2 separate regions of the Mustela erminea genome follow, and region 2 is linked to region 1. Evidence: chromatin contacts called from public Hi-C data. All regions are on one chromosome and are shown on one strand. Each heading gives the region's core, a stretch centred on a gene start, on an enhancer-like site or on the middle of the called end of the contact. The rest is flanking DNA. Distances are from core to core; before and after follow the strand shown. Region 1 holds the start of ZFP36L2 (mRNA decay activator protein ZFP36L2). Region 2 overlaps LOC116595510 (a long non-coding RNA gene).

Region 1 (5,380 bases), core at 1,579-4,078:
AAAAAAAAAAGTAAACCACCTAACACTAAAAACACAGCCATACTGGAAGTATAGAAAAAGGGCCCATAGGGAAAAGGCAGGGAATGAATTAAACTTAGAGTCCAAAACTTTGTCCTAAAGAGAAGAGGAAATTCTCTGGGTGGTTTTGCACTATTCAGCTCAACGTGTGTTTGTTGTGATCCTGAATTAATTATCTGGTTGGGCATCTGTGTAGCCCACACATGAGGGAAAGTGGCCAGTCTAACATTTCTTTTTGTTCTGAGAAAGGCGACCTGACTGGGTGAGAAGTCAGGGAATCGTTGGCATGATGCAGTGATGACCATGGTTCAGTAACTGTGAAACTGACCCCGGCAAAGCCAAGCTCACTGGAAAAGCCCAGCATTCCTTTTTTCTCTATTTAAATGAAATAAAAGCAGTTATATAATAAGAAAAAATACTTTCTACTAGCAGGTACTCCATACCAAAGCACGTAAGCATGGTGTATTTATTACATGTTATCTCCAAGATCCTTCTACCCAGCCTGCAAAATAGGTGCTCTCATAGCTGCCGACTGGGAATTACCCCAGATTTTTATACTGGCTGGCTGTGGCCAGCCTGGGAGGACAGGAAAGATAGATATTTCTCCTGGTTTCAAATCCGAAATCTTGTTACTGACCTACAATAGTGGTGGCTAAGGAAATGGCAGTTTCACACTTGCCAGATGCATTCCCAGGGGAATCTTAGAGTACTGCTATGGGGGTAGAGGGAAGCTACCCTGGAACTCCTGTGTTTGGTGTCATTTCAACAAAGAACAAAACAGAACAGTTGGGGGTCTTGGGCTGTGAGTGTCAGCCACCCGTTGCCCAGAGCTGCCTGGGGACCAGTGTAGCACTGGGTGCAGCCATCCCCCAGAGGTAAGGAGTCACCTCTTCTGTCCAAGATTTGGTGCCCCTCAGGTCTGCAGGCATGATTCGGTGATTTCCCTTCCCATCCAGCCACAACCCCTTTTTATGCTTTGTCAACTTGTTTTAATAAATAATAGGGGTTATACTTACTCATCTTTTATACACCTTAACAGATAACTCCTGTGCGCCTTGACAAAGGGGAGAGGTGATTAAAGCAGGAATTATCTTAGTTTTACAAGGAAACAAGTACCAAAGAGATTATGTGATTTGCCCAGGATCACATGGCTTGGAAGGGGCAGGGCTTGAACTCCAGCCCTGTGTTTTAGATCTTAGAGGCCTTGCAGCCCTACTCGGGCGGGCTCAAGCTCTCCTGGTGGGTGGTGGGAGTTTCAGCAAGGGGAACTGCGTGCAAACTGAGCTCTGAAGGGTCAGTTTCATGAGTGACAGGCCTGGCTCCTTTCCTTCCAGGTTAACGAGTGGAAATGACCACGAGGAAACAAGAAATAAGATCAATTTTGGAAAGGCGCGTAGGTTGCTTCCTTCCCTAGAGGGAACTGAGCCTTCCAACTTACACCCAATTGCTACTGAGGCTGCCAGGTGTGCGAAATCACGTCCGCTCCAGCTTTTTGGCAGCGTGTTTAAATGCGGAGTGATAAATGTCCCGGACCAGCCCCCCAGATCTCCCCGAAACGGGGTGTCAGCCGCTTTAGCCTAACTGGGCGCTGGGGGGGGGGTGTCTGCCCCGCACCCAGAGGGTGCCTGTTAGCGAAGACTTTCCTAGCGCAGACTTTGGGGTGTGGGACTGGTGAGAGGGGTAAAGTGGGGCGAGCCCACCCCGAGCGTCCTCTGTGCCCAGACCTGGCTGGCCGCTGGCCTGCCTCAGCCACAGCCTGCGGCGCACAACGAACTAAGGCAGGGCGCGGCGCCCCTAACGGACTGGGAGGGAAGGGACCTGGATGGCGCGCCGGGCCAAGGCTGCGGTGGGCGGGCAGCCTCAGCCGGCAGCTGCACCCCATCCCCCGGGAGGGCTCGGGAAGGCCGGGCCGACGAGCGGACGAACGGGGTGGCGGGAAGTCGCCTCCATGGTTGCGCAGCTCTCCCGGCCTTTCCTCCCGTCCTCCCAGCCGGCTCCCCCGCCCGGGACGCTCCGCGCCATTCCGCGCCTTTGGCCCTGGCTCAAGGTCTTGTGATGTGATTAGCAAAGCCAGCGCCTTGTCCTCAGACACTCAGCCCAGCTCGGCAGGCCCCGGCGCTGAATCCCTGTTTACTGCAGCCTGGGCGGAGAGGGGGGCGGAGAAACGGGCCCAGGCTCCTCCGGGTGAGACTGCTGCGGCAGCCGCCCGCGTGGCCACTCCCGCCCCCACCCCCACCGCGTCTCCACGTGCAGTCGGGACGGAGCCACCACCCACCGGATGCAGGCCTTGAGCCCCCGCCACCCACCCGCCGGCGAGAGCACTCTTTGCGAGCCAGCGGGCTGCGCGGACGGTTGCAATATTCTCGCATTTTGCAATTCCCGCGCCCAGTCTAGAACCGAGAGTGAGAGATTAAAGCTCCGCAATTTCGCCTAGCAGGATCGGGCGGGGAGAGACACGTCCAGGGCTGCAGAATCCTGGCCACGTTCAATGTGCAGGGGATTTCCAACAGTGCAGCCCCAGAGAAGGGGAGCCTTATCTTCCCGCCGCCACCCAGCAGCACCCATCCAGGACCAGGTCTCCACGCCGCCGCAGGCGCTCCGGCAGCCTGCCCCGCCCCGAGGCCTCCCGCCCCCTCCTCCGGAGGAAAAAAAATTGGCGGCGGCCAATGGGAGGCCACGAAGGAGCTTGACGTCCGCGAGCCGGCGGGCGGCGTTGCCTGGAGACCCCGGCGGGGTCAGCGTTCTGTCCCCTCCCCCGACACGCCCGCGCGGCCGCTGCCGCGCTCACCGGCCCTATATAGGGCGCGCGCTCGCAGGCCGCCGAGTTCCAGCAGTCTGCGAGCTGTCGCCGGCTCCGCGCAAGGGGGGGGGGGCGGGCCGGGCACCCCCGGGACGCGGAGGAGCACTGTTTGCTTCTCTGTCGTCTTTCCCCCCACTCCGCACTCCCGGGCACCCTCAAGCCAGGCCGCACTGCTTCCCTTTCCCTCTTGTCTCGTCCCCCGGCAAACTTTCGGTCCCTCCCCCGCCGCCGGTCACCCGTTATTCGTCGTGGCTCTAGCCCGGCCTTGCCTCCCCGAGGGCTCCTCCGGACCTCCCTGCCTGCAACTCCGACCATTTCAGGATCCAGAAACATGTCGACCACACTTCTGTCCGCCTTCTACGATATCGACTTCTTGTGCAAGGTACGCGCGGGAGCAAGGAGGGAGGAAGGCGGGCAGGCAGGAAGCCCCTCGAGTTTTCAGACTTTGCCTCTGCCTTCCGCCTTTGGGGCACCCTTCCCCACCTTGACTTTGGGGTCGGGAAAAGTCCTGGAGTTCGCTGTGCTGTGGTGTGTGCTCGTGCCTTGTGGGCGGGGAGAAGGGGAGCAGGGAGGGAGGGCGGGCAGGAGGGAGTTGCTGTCGCTGTTTAGTTTCTCCGGCGCCGACCGCGGCCACGCTGCCCGGGGCTTCCCGGACCGGCTGTGCGCCGCCCAAGCTGGCGGCCCACGGGCTGAGGATCACATGTCGAAACCGAGCGCGGCCTGGGGTGGGAGTCGGCTCCTCCCAACGCGAACTTGATTCTTTTCGCGCGTGTACGGGTGGAGGGTGGGGGCCGGATCGAAAACTGCAGAAAGGAAGAAGAATCAGAAGGCTGAAGTTCTGCAGCTCGCCCCAACTCTTCCTTTACATATTTCATCCCGTCCTCGCCCCCCTCCTTTTGGCAGACGGAGAAATCCCTGGCCAACCTCAATCTGAACATGCTGGACAAGAAGGCGGTGGGGACGCCCGTGGCCGCCGCCCCTAGCTCGGGCTTCACGCCGGGCTTTCTCCGACGGCACTCGGCCAGCAACCTGCACGCGCTCGCCCACCCCGCGCCTAGCCCGGGCAGCTGCTCGCCTAAGTTCCCGGGCGCGGCTAACAGCAGCAGCTGTGGCAGCGGGGCGGCGGGCGGCCCGACCTCCTATGGCACCCTCAAGGAGCCGTCAGGGGGCGGAGGGACAGCCCTGCTGAACAAGGAGAACAAATTTCGGGACCGCTCGTTCAGCGAGAACGGCGAGCGCAGCCAGCATCTCTTGCACCTGCAGCAGCAGCAGCAGCAGCAGCAGCAGCAGAAGGGGGGCGGCGGCTCCCAGATCAACTCCACGCGCTACAAGACTGAGCTGTGCCGGCCCTTCGAGGAGAGTGGCACGTGCAAGTATGGCGAGAAGTGCCAGTTCGCGCACGGCTTCCACGAGCTACGCAGCCTGACCCGGCACCCCAAGTACAAGACCGAGCTGTGCCGCACCTTCCACACCATCGGCTTCTGCCCCTACGGGCCACGCTGCCACTTCATCCATAACGCAGACGAGCGGAGGCCCGCGCCGTCTGGGGGCGCCTCTGGGGACCTGCGCGCCTTCAGCGCGCGGGACGCGCTGCACCTGGGCTTCCCCCGGGAGCCGCGGCCCAAGCTGCATCACAGCCTCAGCTTCTCGGGCTTCCCGTCGGGCCACCACCAGCCCCCGGGGGGCCTCGAGTCGCCGCTGCTGCTCGACAGCCCCACGTCGCGCACGCCGCCGCCGCCACCCTCTTGCTCCTCGGCCTCGTCCTGCTCCTCTTCCGCTTCGTCCTGCTCGTCCGCCTCCGCAGCCTCCACGCCCTCTGGCGCTCCGACGTGCTGTGCCTCTGCGGCGGCTGCGGCCGCGGCGGCGCTGCTGTACGGCACAGGGGGCGCCGAGGACCTGCTGGCGCCCGGCGCCCCGTGCGCTGCCTGCTCGTCTGCCTCGTGCGCCAACAACGCCTTTGCGTTCGGCCCGGAGCTAAGCAGCCTCATCACGCCGCTTGCCATCCAGACCCACAACTTCGCCGCCGTGGCCGCCGCCTACTATCGCAGCCAGCAGCAGCAGCAGCAACAGGGCCTGGTGCCCCCCGCGCAGCCCCCGGCGCCGCCCAGCGCGCCCCTCCCTGCCAGTGCCACCGCGCCGCCCTCGCCACCCTTCAATTTCCAGCTGCCGCGCCGCCTGTCCGATTCGCCGGTCTTCGACGCGCCCCCTAGCACCCCGGACTCGCTGTCGGACCGTGACAGCTACTTGAGCGGCTCATTGAGCTCGGGCAGTCTCAGCGGCTCCGAGTCCCCCAGCCTCGACCCTGGCCGCCGCCTGCCCATCTTCAGCCGCCTGTCTATCTCTGACGATTGAGGCAAGAGGGCGCCAGCGAGGAGGAGGAAGGGGGAAGGCTGTTCTTGGGGTTGGAGGGCGCCCCTGCCACCTGGAGCCCTGTTACGAGCAGGGAGGGGCGCGGGAGCTCTGGGGGCTAACAGGCCATGAGCAGAGACTGCGGGCCGCACCGAGCACTTGGACTCGAACTTGTGTGCCGGGAGGGGCCCCACCCCTCCCCTTTCGGTTTCC
Region 2 (5,649 bases), core at 1,629-4,128, 200 kb after region 1:
TCGCCCCCAGCTCCTCCAGGTTCACCCTGTCCCTTCCAGAATCTCAGGGGCTCCCAAGGAGGTGCGGGGTCGGGGGTGGGGCTTGGCTCCCCAGGCCTGAGCTGGACCGCCCCCCCCCCCCCCCCCGCCCCGCGAGCCTTGGGGGTTTCAGGCTGCTTTTGTAACCATAGTCACGTGATTCTTCATGTAACCTGAGCTCCCTGACACCGCATGAGTCTGCACCCCAGCTCCCGAACCACATCTGCTTCTCATTTCCGGCCCAGGAAAATGGCCCAATTTCCATGAGCCGCTGGCCCAAGCCAGGCCTGGAGCTTCTCAGTGGCCAACCCCACCCAGCCGGGTTCCATTACTGGGGTGGGGGTGGAGGCTAAGAGAGCATTAGAGGCGGCATGGTATGCTGTGGGGCTGGATGGGACCCGGGAGGCCTGTGTGCTTGGGTTGGCCCCAGTCAAGACCTCGCTCTGTGTCCTTAGAGGAGCTCCTCACCTCTCTGAGCCTCAGCTTTCTCCACTTTCTCATGAGGAAGACATGGAACGTCTATTGACATATCCACTCTATTGATGGAGGCATTGTTAGGATTTGGGGACTAAGGTGGCTCTTTGGAGACAGAAATAACAGAATTTTCGCGAAGAGAGAACTGACAGGGAACTGGCCTATGTCAGGAAGCTGGTGGGGACCCGGGGCCACTTTCCTCCCTGAGCGATGGGTGGAGCCCTCCCGTCTGTGGTTTGGTAGAATTTGGACCTCAGTCCTCACAGGGGCATGTCTTAGCCCTGTTCTCAGCCCTCCATCTCTCAGCAGCTCCCTAGTATGTGTCCAGCCCCCAGCAGGGGTCAGGAGACCAAAGTGATAAACATGACTTCAGCCCAGCACAGTGGAGTGGGTGTAGACAGAGTGCAGCCTGAGGCCAGAAGTAACACATACTATTTCTAGTCTTTTAGTGGAGACCTTTAATTTTTAAGGCATTCCTTTTTTTTTTTTTTCCCTTGAAGATTTTATTTACTTATTTGACAGGGAGAGAGACAACCAGAGAGGGAACACAAGCTGGGGGAGTGGGAGAGGGAGAGGTAGGTTTCCTGCAGAGCAGAGAGCCCCATGTAGGGCTTGATCCCAGGATCCTGGGATCATGACCTGAGCCAAAGGCAGATGCTTAATGACTGAGGCACTCAGGTGCCCCAATTTTTAAGGCATTCTTAATTTGATACTTTTTTTCTGACAAAACCTACAACACACTCCATCTTCCTTCCAACAAAGAAAAGGAACTTAGCACACACCCTCCAGACACCATTTCCCATCTTCCACATTTCTAAGCCTCCAATCCGTTCCCCCGTGGGAGCTTGTCAGAGACGAGCAGAGGGAGGTCTACACACCTCCCCATGGAGGGAGGTGCTCAGAGACCCCTGGTGCCACCTTGCCACCTTCGCCTTGCACAGGCCATGCCCTACCATGCCTCCTGCTTCCCAGCAATCAGGCCTGAGCAGAAAGCCATGCAGGGCTGGTGGAGACAAAAAGAAGGTGCCCGGCTTGACAGACGCCCCCTAGCTTTGCCCCCGATCCCCAGGACAAGAGCACTGCATGCAGCTTCTGGGGACATTGTGGGATCCTCACCCTGCCGACATATCCCTGACAGCACCGGGGTTAGCCCATTTTACAGATGAGCGCCTGATGCTCAGAGAGACTTTGTAATTTGCTCAAGAACCAGCCAGTGGGTCTGAAACCTCACTGTCCTGAGCCTGTGATCTCTGCCCCAGCATGGTGGTCTTCCTGAGTCCTGTGGTGAAAAATTCTAGCTCTGTCACTTACTAGCAGTATGACCTTGGGCAAGTTCTCCAAGTCTCTGTGCCTCGGTTTTTTAAATTAGAGTTTTTTAAAATCACACTGAGTGATAATTTACAAGAAATAAACGCACAGGTTACGTGCTAGATTGATGAATTTTGACAGATACACACATGCATGCAGCGTTGAGATCTAGAACTATTTCCTGCACTGCAGAAACCTGGTTCTGTGCTTGGTTCTCCCACCTGTGAGAGGGGCAAGCAGGAATTTCTGCTTGTTGGTGTGTTAGGAGAATCAAATGAGATGATACCAGCAAGGTACTCTGCAAGGCGCCTGGCATGAAGCAAGCACCTGATAAAGATGAGCAAATACATTGCTTTCATGATCTCCTATGGCATCTTGCCACCCGGTCCTCTCCTGGGGGCTGAGGCATGGATGGGGACAGGCGCTGATCAGAAGATGGTCTCTCTGAAGCCAGCCCACATACAAGGAGACTTGAGAAAGTGTGATAGAGTGCTGGAGGAGGCTTAAAGTCCTCGGTCTGCTTCCAGAAACCCCAGCAAGGCTGGGGACAGAGGAATGGGCTAGCTTTTGCCCTAATCCTGGCCCGGAGAACACAGGTCTTCTGTTCTCTTGAGACCTTCACAGGTCTGTCTCAGGCACTGGTGGCAAGGCCAGCTTCATGAGTTTACAACCTGTGCAGTCACTCGAGGCCCTCAGCTCAGAAAGGTTTAAGGCTCTGATGTCACCTCCTTGCAGTTCTTGATAAGTTTTAAACAGGGGGCACTGCCTTTTCATTTTGCCCTGGGTCCCACAAACTACCCAGCCTGCGGCCAGGGTGGGGAAGGTACTACCTGGCTGGTTTCCTCCCTTAGAAATGTTGGTACCACCACCACCGTGCTCACCCCCACTCACTACACTTGGCCATACAAACTTCCTGTTTCTCCACTACCTCCACTGTCCCCTCTCTGTCCCTGCCCATAGTAGGACATCCGGGACGCCTTGGGTCCCACAGGCCCTCAGCCACCAGGATGTACCAACAGAATCTGAAAGTGGACTTGCCCTGGAAACCCCCTCGGGACAGCTCCTGCTCCCAGGGCCTGTTGGCCAGGCCACTCAAATTCCCATCCTCTGACGGTCCTCTCTAGCCGCCTCCGCCCAGCTGGGCAGCTCAAGTGTGAAACCACAGCTGGGTGTCTGCCAAGGGGGCTAAGGTTTCATCACATTCAACCTCCCACACCTCGGCCAGAGGCCAGGGTCCGATGGGGCTGCTGGCCAAAGGCTGGGGCTGGAAGGCAGACGAGGGATGGGTTCCTAGGCATCGCAGAGGACTCTCCCCTGCCCCTGGGCCTCAGTGTCCCTCTGCATCATAAGACAGGATCCTGTAGGGCTGGCACAGATGCCAAAGGTGCATGGAAGGTAGATCTCAGAGACCAAGGCATTGAAAGGGATTCTAGAACTCCACTGTACAGCGGCCATTTAAATCTAAATTCATTTAAGAAGGAAAAATCACGCTTTTAGTTCCTCGGCCACTCTAGCCACATCTCACATACTCAAGAGCAACACGTAGCTTGTGGCTGCCATATTGGACAGCACCAATCTAGAACATCTGCACCGATACAGATTGATTTAAAGGTCTGTTGAGATGTGCCTGCCAGCTGGGAAGGCCAGAGTTCTGGGAACACAGGTACCTTTAGGGACCCCCAGTGGGGAGGTGGGGGAGAGGGCCATGGACAGGGAATGTTTGAGAAGCACTCTCAATCTCTCTGGACTTCACGAGTAAGGCAGGCCAGCCATAAAGGGGGCCCAGAAACCAAACTCCCACCATAAAGGGGAGTCAGAAACCAAACTTCACTGGGCGAGGAGCCACGTCCCCAGCGGAGCACAGGCTTCTGGGCCCCAGAAGAGGAAGGCAGTGGCCAAAGCAGGTACCCTTCCTAGAAAAGGGCTCCTGAAGCCTAATGTGTCACCCCTCCTTCCTGCCTCACATCCCGGGTTGGGGAGCACGTGCACTCTCTAGAATAATGGCTTTCAAACTAGCCTACCTCAGAAGCACCTGGAAGCCTGCTTAAGCACAGCTGACTCAGTGAACACTCTACACATGTCCATATTTACTCTGTCTATAGGTCAGGTTGAAACATAGGTGTTTGAGCTCTGTTCACCTTCAGGTTCATTATCATTTGGGGCCATCTGGCTCAGATCACTAAAAGAGGCTGGCTTGGTTTCAGGTAGGCACGTTTTAAAGGATGCAGCGGAAGGGGGACCTGGCAAGCCCCGAGAAAGACTGGGTGGGGGAGGAGGGAGGAGAGGGTAGCAGGAGGAGGGGCACGGAGGGAGCACTTTGGGGGCTTCTCCTTACCGAGGTTGTTCTTTCTGTGCGTTATCTCATCTACCCTCATGACGCCCTTCTAAGTTGTGTGGATATGCGGCTCCAAGAAGTTAAACAACCCCACAGCGGACACAGGATCTCGAAACACCCAGGCTGCACTCCGTTTCTCTTTCTTTCCCTCTCTCCAACTCCGAATATTTTCCAACAAAATCAGCCTGGGAAGTGGGGAAGGCTCAGAGCTGTGAATACTTTTTTTTTTTTTTTTTTTTTTTTTTTGGTTTTCTGGGCTCCTTTGGCTTTGACAGGAAGCTTGGCTGAGTGCGGGCCGCTGAACTCTGGCGTTCAATGGTGATTTTTAGGCATGCCTTTACACAGAATGTAAAGAGTCGCGGTTACAAACACTGACAGGCCTTAGTGGCCCACTCAGTCCCCAAGCCCCACACCCAGCCACCCAGCCGGGACATCGTGGGACTTCCCACCTCCCCCTGACCCCAGCCAGCACCGCCCTCGCTCATCTGGGAAGGGTGGGGAACTATGGACCCTGAGTCGGCAAACTAAGGATGAGTGAAACCCAAAACCTAGCCTCTCCTATTTTCGGGAGAAGGACTGTTTTCAGCATTGGGAAACCATAATCACATAGCCAGCTGTGAAGATTCTAGAATGACCCTCATTTCACAGATGAGGGAATAGAGGCCCCCTGTGGAAAATTTCTGAATGTGCTCTTCCCACACAAACTCCCCGCAACCAGGAACAAAAATCCCACCTCCTACTTTGTCACCCGCCACGACACTCCCCCAGGATGGCGCCACGACATAAGGACCCTTTTGATGGCTACTTATGTTTGGGTAACACCTCTAACTTTTCTTCATCCCCTCCCTTCCACAAGTGTCCCTTGAGGAAGGGAAGGCAAGACATGCTCCCATTTCACAGAGGGCCAAACAGAGGAAGTGGCCACACAATTCACCCTTGGGGGAGCTCCTGTCCCCGCGTCTCCTGACGGCCAGCTGCTGCCACCACACCTCACCCAGGCGGGCTTTGGTGGCTGCCACCCCCAATCCCTCCGTCCACACCTCCTGTCTCCTCACCAAGTCCCAGGAGCCCAGATGATTTAGAATTTCCTGCCCTTCTGACAATCTACGTGCACAAAACGGGCTTTCTTTAAACCACTTCGGAGGGTATCTCCTCTACCCCTTCCTCTGGCTTCGTTAATCCGAAGAAGGATAAATCTTCCACGTTTAACTACCTGATTACAAACACGTTCCTGGTTCCTGTCCCTGCCCTGATGGGAAGCTCATTTCTCGAAGGGTTAATTAACAGCCTTCACACAGGCTGCATTTAGCAACGAGTACAAAGCCACACACATAAATAACGTCTCCAGCGGAAGAAGAGGGTGCAGATGGCTTGTGACTTTGCCGTCCAGAGTTTTTTAAACCAGTGTGAACCACGTCCTGTCGGGACCCGGGATTATGAGTCAGGGTCAGTCTTCGAGGTGGGCCAGGCCAGAGACTATGATGGCCAACACCGCGCTCTGTTGAAAGAAAGTC

Evidence for each region. Hi-C and Micro-C count contacts between places; a contact is called where the count stands out from the background.
Region 2: a Hi-C map of fibroblasts shows a contact between it and region 1, with 12 times the contacts expected there. The contact joins the enhancer-like site here to the promoter of ZFP36L2 in region 1. A contact is called at or near these places in 3 of 3 Hi-C or Micro-C datasets (fibroblasts, skeletal muscle and spleen).

The regions. Positions count from the first base shown.
Region 1 is chr7:65,631,508-65,636,887 of mMusErm1.Pri, forward strand. ZFP36L2 (mRNA decay activator protein ZFP36L2) reads left to right here and starts at 2,829. Exons shown (of 2, transcript XM_032351908.1): 1 at 2,829-3,200; 2 at 3,722-5,380. The coding sequence starts at 3,150. The coding sequence ends at 5,170.
Region 2 is chr7:65,830,728-65,836,376 of mMusErm1.Pri, forward strand. It overlaps LOC116595510 (a long non-coding RNA gene), which reads right to left. Exons shown (of 3, transcript XR_004287723.1): 2 at 4,136-4,470. The region is part of intron 2 of LOC116595509 (a long non-coding RNA gene); the gene reads left to right. Among named protein-coding and RNA genes, the nearest start is that of TRNAI-UAU, 130 kb to the right of the region's middle. Within about 2 kb of position 2,879, the one cell type or tissue checked has open chromatin away from gene starts, as enhancers often do. A contact at or near this core is called in fibroblasts, where this site is marked.